2 separate regions of the Mus musculus genome follow, and region 2 is linked to region 1. A link is a contact called in public Hi-C data. All regions are on one chromosome and are shown on one strand. Each heading gives the region's core, a stretch centred on a gene start, on an enhancer-like site or on the middle of the called end of the contact. The rest is flanking DNA. Distances are from core to core; before and after follow the strand shown. Region 1 overlaps Ntrk3 (neurotrophic tyrosine kinase, receptor, type 3). Region 2 overlaps Ntrk3 (neurotrophic tyrosine kinase, receptor, type 3).

Evidence for each region. Hi-C and Micro-C count contacts between places; a contact is called where the count stands out from the background.
Region 2: a Hi-C map of the N1E-115 cell line shows a contact between it and region 1, with 1.6 times the contacts expected there. The contact joins two enhancer-like sites. A contact is called at or near these places in 1 of 484 Hi-C or Micro-C datasets (the N1E-115 cell line) and 1 of 9 other capture datasets (liver).

Annotation. Positions count from the first base shown.
Region 1 is chr7:78,189,860-78,192,870 of GRCm38.p6, reverse strand. It overlaps Ntrk3 (neurotrophic tyrosine kinase, receptor, type 3), which reads left to right. Exons shown (of 17, transcript NM_008746.5): 17 at 127-757. The coding sequence ends at 312. Among named protein-coding and RNA genes, the nearest start is that of Gm39038, 380 kb to the left of the region's middle. Within about 2 kb of position 1,405, at least 51 of the 459 cell types and tissues checked have an H3K27ac peak or open chromatin away from gene starts, as enhancers often do. A contact at or near this core is called in the N1E-115 cell line, where this site is marked.
Region 2 is chr7:78,360,344-78,363,342 of GRCm38.p6, reverse strand. The region is part of intron 11 of Ntrk3 (neurotrophic tyrosine kinase, receptor, type 3); the gene reads left to right. Among named protein-coding and RNA genes, the nearest start is that of Gm39038, 210 kb to the left of the region's middle. Within about 2 kb of position 1,707, at least 14 of the 459 cell types and tissues checked have an H3K27ac peak or open chromatin away from gene starts, as enhancers often do. A contact at or near this core is called in the N1E-115 cell line, where this site is marked.

The DNA of each region.
Region 1 (3,011 bases), core at 156-2,655:
GTTCTGCCTGGGCTGAAGCTGTTCTATGAGAAAAGCTCACATCTTGGGCTAGGCAGAAGTCCCAGGACCAAGGATGGGCTTTGAATAAACTTCTGGATATAACGTCTTTCATTCTTGCTCTTTCAGGTCATTGAATGCATCACCCAAGGCCGTGTCTTGGAGAGACCCAGAGTCTGCCCTAAAGAAGTGTATGATGTCATGCTGGGGTGCTGGCAGAGGGAACCACAGCAGCGGCTGAATATTAAGGAGATCTACAAAATCCTCCATGCTTTGGGGAAGGCCACCCCGATCTACCTGGACATTCTTGGCTAGTGGTGACTGGTGGCCAAGCATTTATACTCTGTTGCCTCCTCTCTCCCTGCTTCCTTTCCTCTTTTTCCTCATCTCAACTCCTTTCTTCCATTTTTGACGGAAACGAACATCTTCATATAAACTCAAGTGCCTGCTACACATACAACACTGAATTTAAACAAAACAAAACAAAAGAAAACAAAAAAAACCAAACAAACAAAAAGAAAAAACAAAAGAAAGAAACCCTGTAAGGCAGTTTGACATATATATTTATATATATATATAACTATCTATCTATCTATATCTACAGAGAATTACCTTCTCTAATACACAGAGAAGCTGCTGATACAGAAAACAGTAAGACATTAATAACTGAGAAAAAATTAAGTATTATTATTAACACAAATGAAATTCCCTTGACTTAAGCTGTGGCCCGTGCTTTTTTCAGGTCTGGCTTTTCGGAGATCTTAGTCTTGACCCAGCAGAGAGAGAGGCTGGGAAGAGGCGGGGTGGCGCACGATCTTCAGTGCGCAAGCGTGACCCATTGAAGGTGTCTGGCAATGAAACAATTCTGAAGTCCAAGCCCTTCGGAATCATCTCTGGTTTGCCTTTACCTTTGCCTCTACTCTTCCCCCTTTCCGCCTCTTTGGGACAATTTTCTAATTTGTCCATTCTATAAAGTATATAGTCCTGATGCTTTTTGGAAATCAATGATGACACCTACGGGTAAATACTGAACAAATACCAACACCAGACCACACAAAGCCATCCATGGTCGAGTAACCACCGAACAAGAAAGGGCAGAGGACTCCGGGGAGAGCAAACCCCACCTTTCCAGATGTAAATCTCGCTCACGATCCTTACTAGGTTTGAAGAGTTTCATCCTCTGAACTTGAAGAACTGGACTTGGTGGATTAAAGAACCTAGAAAGTAAGTACAGCCGAAGTCTAATCCTACCAAGGCACTGCCGCTCATCTTCCCATCTCTGGGAGGACTCTTGGCCTGTCCTTTCGTTTTCAGGCCCTTGGGGAGCTTGGAGGTTTAGTATCCACCTTCTCTGCTGCCATCCGCTAATGTGGACACAGCAGGCTTCAGGGCTCTGATAGCAAGAGACTTAGTTCCTCCCAGGTCCTAATTAGGCATCTCCCTTGGGTTGTATTTCTTATCTTGCTTCGCCCCTATACTGAGGTTCTATCAAATCCTGGGTAAACCGCACTGACAGGGAAGAAATCCAGGTGAGAACCCAAGGCACGTGCATTTCAAGGAGCCAGGCACTGGCACTGGCAAAAGCCAGCAGAGAAGAATCTACTTGGCACCTGTGCTGAGCCCTTGCCATTCTCCTCACGTTTTCAGCCCTTGGAAGGATTGATGCATCTGCCTTTGAGCTGTTGTGAAAAGGCAGAGACTGAGAAATCGCTTTGTGGGCTGGGTGTCGGGGGAGGGGCTGCGGCTTCTCTGGAAGATGTCCAACGAGTGGCCTGTGCCGCAGGCTTGGCATCTTAATGAGGACCAAGCTCTGACCCGGAATGAGAGAGAATGAAGCGTCTCGACTGGGACCAGTCCCCTGGGTCCCAGCGCCAGGGGAATCACTGCCTTCCCCACTGTGCACTGGAGGACTGCAAAAGTGAAGCTCTCACACACAACAATGAACCGCTCCAGGGAGCCAAGAGCTTGGCTGCACAGACAGGTCTTGCTGGGGAAAGAGGGTTGTGCTCTCCCTAGGGTACCTGTCTCTCCACCTCATCCCAAGCACAGAGCTACCTAACAGACTGACTGTTTTCTATCAGAAGCTCCCAGGAGCTGCTGACTAACCCCTCTCCTTGCCAGCTGCAGGAAGTCTACAGCCTGGACACCCTGACCAGTGAAGGCAGCTGAAGTTTGAGCAACTCTGTGGCCTGTTTAGAACTGGATTATGTGGTTGTGGATTTACTTTATTTTTTTAAAGACCAACACATGTTTTTATTCAATAGAAAAGAGCTGTGCTCCGATTGTAGCCATGGTTGGGATTCAGGGATCAGCAGGCTGCTCAGCTGGACTGGGGAGGGTGCTGGGCTAACTGGGATTTCAGAGTGGAACTTCTTACTGTACTAGATATCTGGCCCCTGAGTAGGGGAAAGCTCTTTGGATTGGTCCCTTCTTCAAAAGCACCCTTTGCTATCCTATGGTAATTACTCCTCTTATTACTTCTTGAATTGGTCCACCACCTGAGGCTTTCAGCCTCTACTAGAGAGGTGTCTGCTGGGTGGAAGTTTCCATTCAGGTTTTAATCTGAAAAGCTGGATAACTAGAGGGGAAGCATTCAGGCAGGGGCCTAGAGGGGCCTGTGGGGAATCTGTTGTCCAGTTAAAAGTGATGTTCCAAGATCTAACCTTTCCCAAAACAGTCTCTTAAGGCTTTCTGGTTTCGAAAGAAGTGGATAACTGAAGGCATTTATAGCCCTAGTGGGACAGTTAGGAGAAAAGACAAGACTGAACTTGCTCAGGTGTCCTTTGTTAGTTCCATGAACATCCGCATTGGCATCAGGGTTACCTTCTCTCTGTGTCCTCCATTATTAGCTGCCTGAGTAATAGAAGGAGAGAGAGGGCAGTGGAGATAGGAGGAGTGCAGAATGGGCCCAACCTTCTTACTCTCCTGGCATCCTCTCTGTGTAGAGTGGACTTTATATGTGAACCTTGGAAGGTGGAGAGAAAGGGTCTGAGGTGCTTTGGAGGGTAAGGAAT
Region 2 (2,999 bases), core at 458-2,957, 170 kb before region 1:
CGCATGAGAGAGAGAGAGAGAGAGAGAGAGAGAGAGAGAGAGAGAGGCTTGGAGATAACAGTGATTAGAGAGAGAGGCTTAGAAATGACAGTGATTTGCGAACCTGGCTGTGCCACTGCACTATAAACTCAGATGATATTTCCTTCAGTTCCCAAAAGTCCCCAACCTGAAGGGGGTGGGGGAGCTATAGATACAGCTTTATGGGAAACCAAATACTCCATTTTGGCACAATGTTGGCTTGCTGAACTCTCTTTTTGCATGTATCTATGTGTGTGGTGTGCACCCTCGTTTGCATATATATTAGAGTGCATGTAAAGGCCCAAAGCTGACGTTGAGAGCCTTCCTTGATTGCTTTATACTTAATTACAGGGTCTCCCAATTGTATCCAGAGCTTGCCTATATAGCTAGTCCAGCTAATCAACTTGTCCCGGGAACCCCTGTCTCCACCTCTGAGTGCTGGAATTAAAAGCTGGCTGCCATACCTATCCAGCATTTATGAGGGTCATAGGGACCCAAACTGTATTCCTTGCAGAACAAGTGCTTTAATGGCTGAGCCATCTCCCTAGCCTTCTTGTTGAATTGTGTGTAGTAATGATACAACAATGGCTGAAGCTGAATTAAGACATGTCCAGACTTGAGCTAAGAACTCTTTTGGGGAGCCTTGGACAAAGAACACTAGCATTTTGGATTCTAATCATCTTAGATATGCAATTGGAAAGTAATTATTTTCTTCCTGTTGATGCAACATCTGCACACAGTCTTTGGAGGAGGCTGACTGCCTTTCCTCTAGGTTGAAAGCATTTTTCCACTCTCTGGACCCCACGCTTCTGGCCATCCCTTTGCCCTTGAATTTTCTGTTGCTTCTAATCACTACAACTTGGTGTTACAATTTTCTAGCTCTAAAGTTTCCTAGGAAAATGTTGAGATTTTCTTTCTTGTACAAGGCCAGTTCCCTGTGGGTCTGACTGGATGTTAAGACTAGAACTGAAAGGTTCAGACATATTTCAGTGGTAGAGTACTCATCTAGCATGCACAAGGCAATGGGCTACTTCTCATCTCCAACATAACACACACACACATACACTGTACACACATACACTGCACATACATAGAACACACATTGCACACACACAAACTGCACACACACTGCACACACATACACACACTGCACACATACTGCACACACATACACACACACACTGCACACACATGCACTGCATACACATACACTGCACACACATACACTGCACATACACAGAACACACATTGCACACACAAACTGCACACACATACACTGCACACATATACATTGCACATACACAGAACACACATTGCATACACACACTGCACACATTGCACACACACACAGTGTATCTGGGAAAGGTACAGTGATTGACCCACTATAATTGCCCCATCCTCATAAGCAGATGCTGGGACCTGAGCCAGCCTAGGACAGCGGGATAAACTCAGACTTGGAAACCAGATAGATAAGGCTGTATTTACTGTTTATTAACTGGGTGACCTTGGGCAAATTATAAAACCTTGAGCTTCAATTTCCTCAGCTGCATCACAGTGGATAAGAGGATCAACCCCCAGGGCTGGTTTCGATGACTGAGTGAGATAAGGGAAGCGAGTCTTCAGAATACTGGGTCTGCTTTTCCTCTCCTTAAGCATGTTCGCAGGCTGGCTGATCATAGGCATCATTTTCAATCACTAAGATCTCTCCAGGCTCTGAATGCTCTGAAGCATGAACACCGCCTTTGGTTCCTGTAAGGGCTAGGAGGGAATTGGAGCCAGAGAATAAAGCTTGCCTTTTGGGAAATGCTTCTGGGAGAGGAGCCGAGTAGTGAGGAGGGCATGCCTTGTTGGGCAGCCTGCAGAGCCTCCTGTGCCCTAGAGGTCACTCTGGGCAAAATCTATCCAGGAGGAAGCAGAGGGGAGGGCCCATTGGATCTGGGCAGGAATCGAAGGCAGTGACTTGTCCCCAGGAACTCTCTCGGTCACAGCCTCTCTTCACTTGGCTTCTGTCCCACATCTGCCAATAAAAATTAAGAAATTGATTTTCTTTTGTTTGCCTCTGAGGACCAGGCTCTTTTTATGAGACAGTAAATGGAATCCCTATCTAAGCATGGCTGGATTTTTAATTGTGTTTGTTGTGGTTTCCCTTCTTCCCCGTTTATGAGTTCCTGCTCCCAGATTTGTTGATGCGGAACTCTTGCACACCGGGGACATGTCAGTTTTTGAATTTTATCAGTGGGAAAAGGTTGAGGTTTTAAAAACTCACTTTCTTAATCCAAAGGTTGGCATGTTTTGCTTCATGCTGACACATGGAAAAAGCACGAGGCTCTTCCAGGTTTCTTTTACGTCTCGTGTGTGTCCTATCTTGGTGGTCACGGTCTCATTCCATGTACGGATGGAAATGGAAGTGTACCTTTGGGGCTAAGGGTGGAGAGGAGGCACTTAGAAATGAATTGCCCCGCTGAGACCAGCACACATTTATCCTTTGAATGAAGGATTACTTTTGTAGAGGTATGTGTAGGCTTGTTATGTGTGTTTGTCTGTGTGTGTCTGTGTATGTCTGTGTGTGCATTTGTGTTTATGTGAGTGTGTGTGTGTGTGTATCTGTGAGTGTGCAAGCGTAGCCTAGGAATTGACCTTAGGTGTCTTTGCGTATCATTCGCCACCTCTCCATTTTGAGACAGAACCACTCACTGAACCTGGAGTTCACTGATTGGCTACACCAGATGTCCAGAACGCCCCCAGGACCCTCCTACTTTCATCTGTCAGTGCTGCCATCAGACAGGCACACAGGGGGCTTTTTATGTATGTGTTGGAAAGCCAAACCTAGGCCTCATGCATGCACAACAAGCATTTTATTTAACATCTCCCCAGCCCTTGTAGAAGTTTCTTCAAGATGGGGTAAAGCATGAAAATGGTCTAAATGAAAAGACCCAAAGAACATGTTAGTTATGGAGAGTCCATAGTGCCTCCACCAAGCT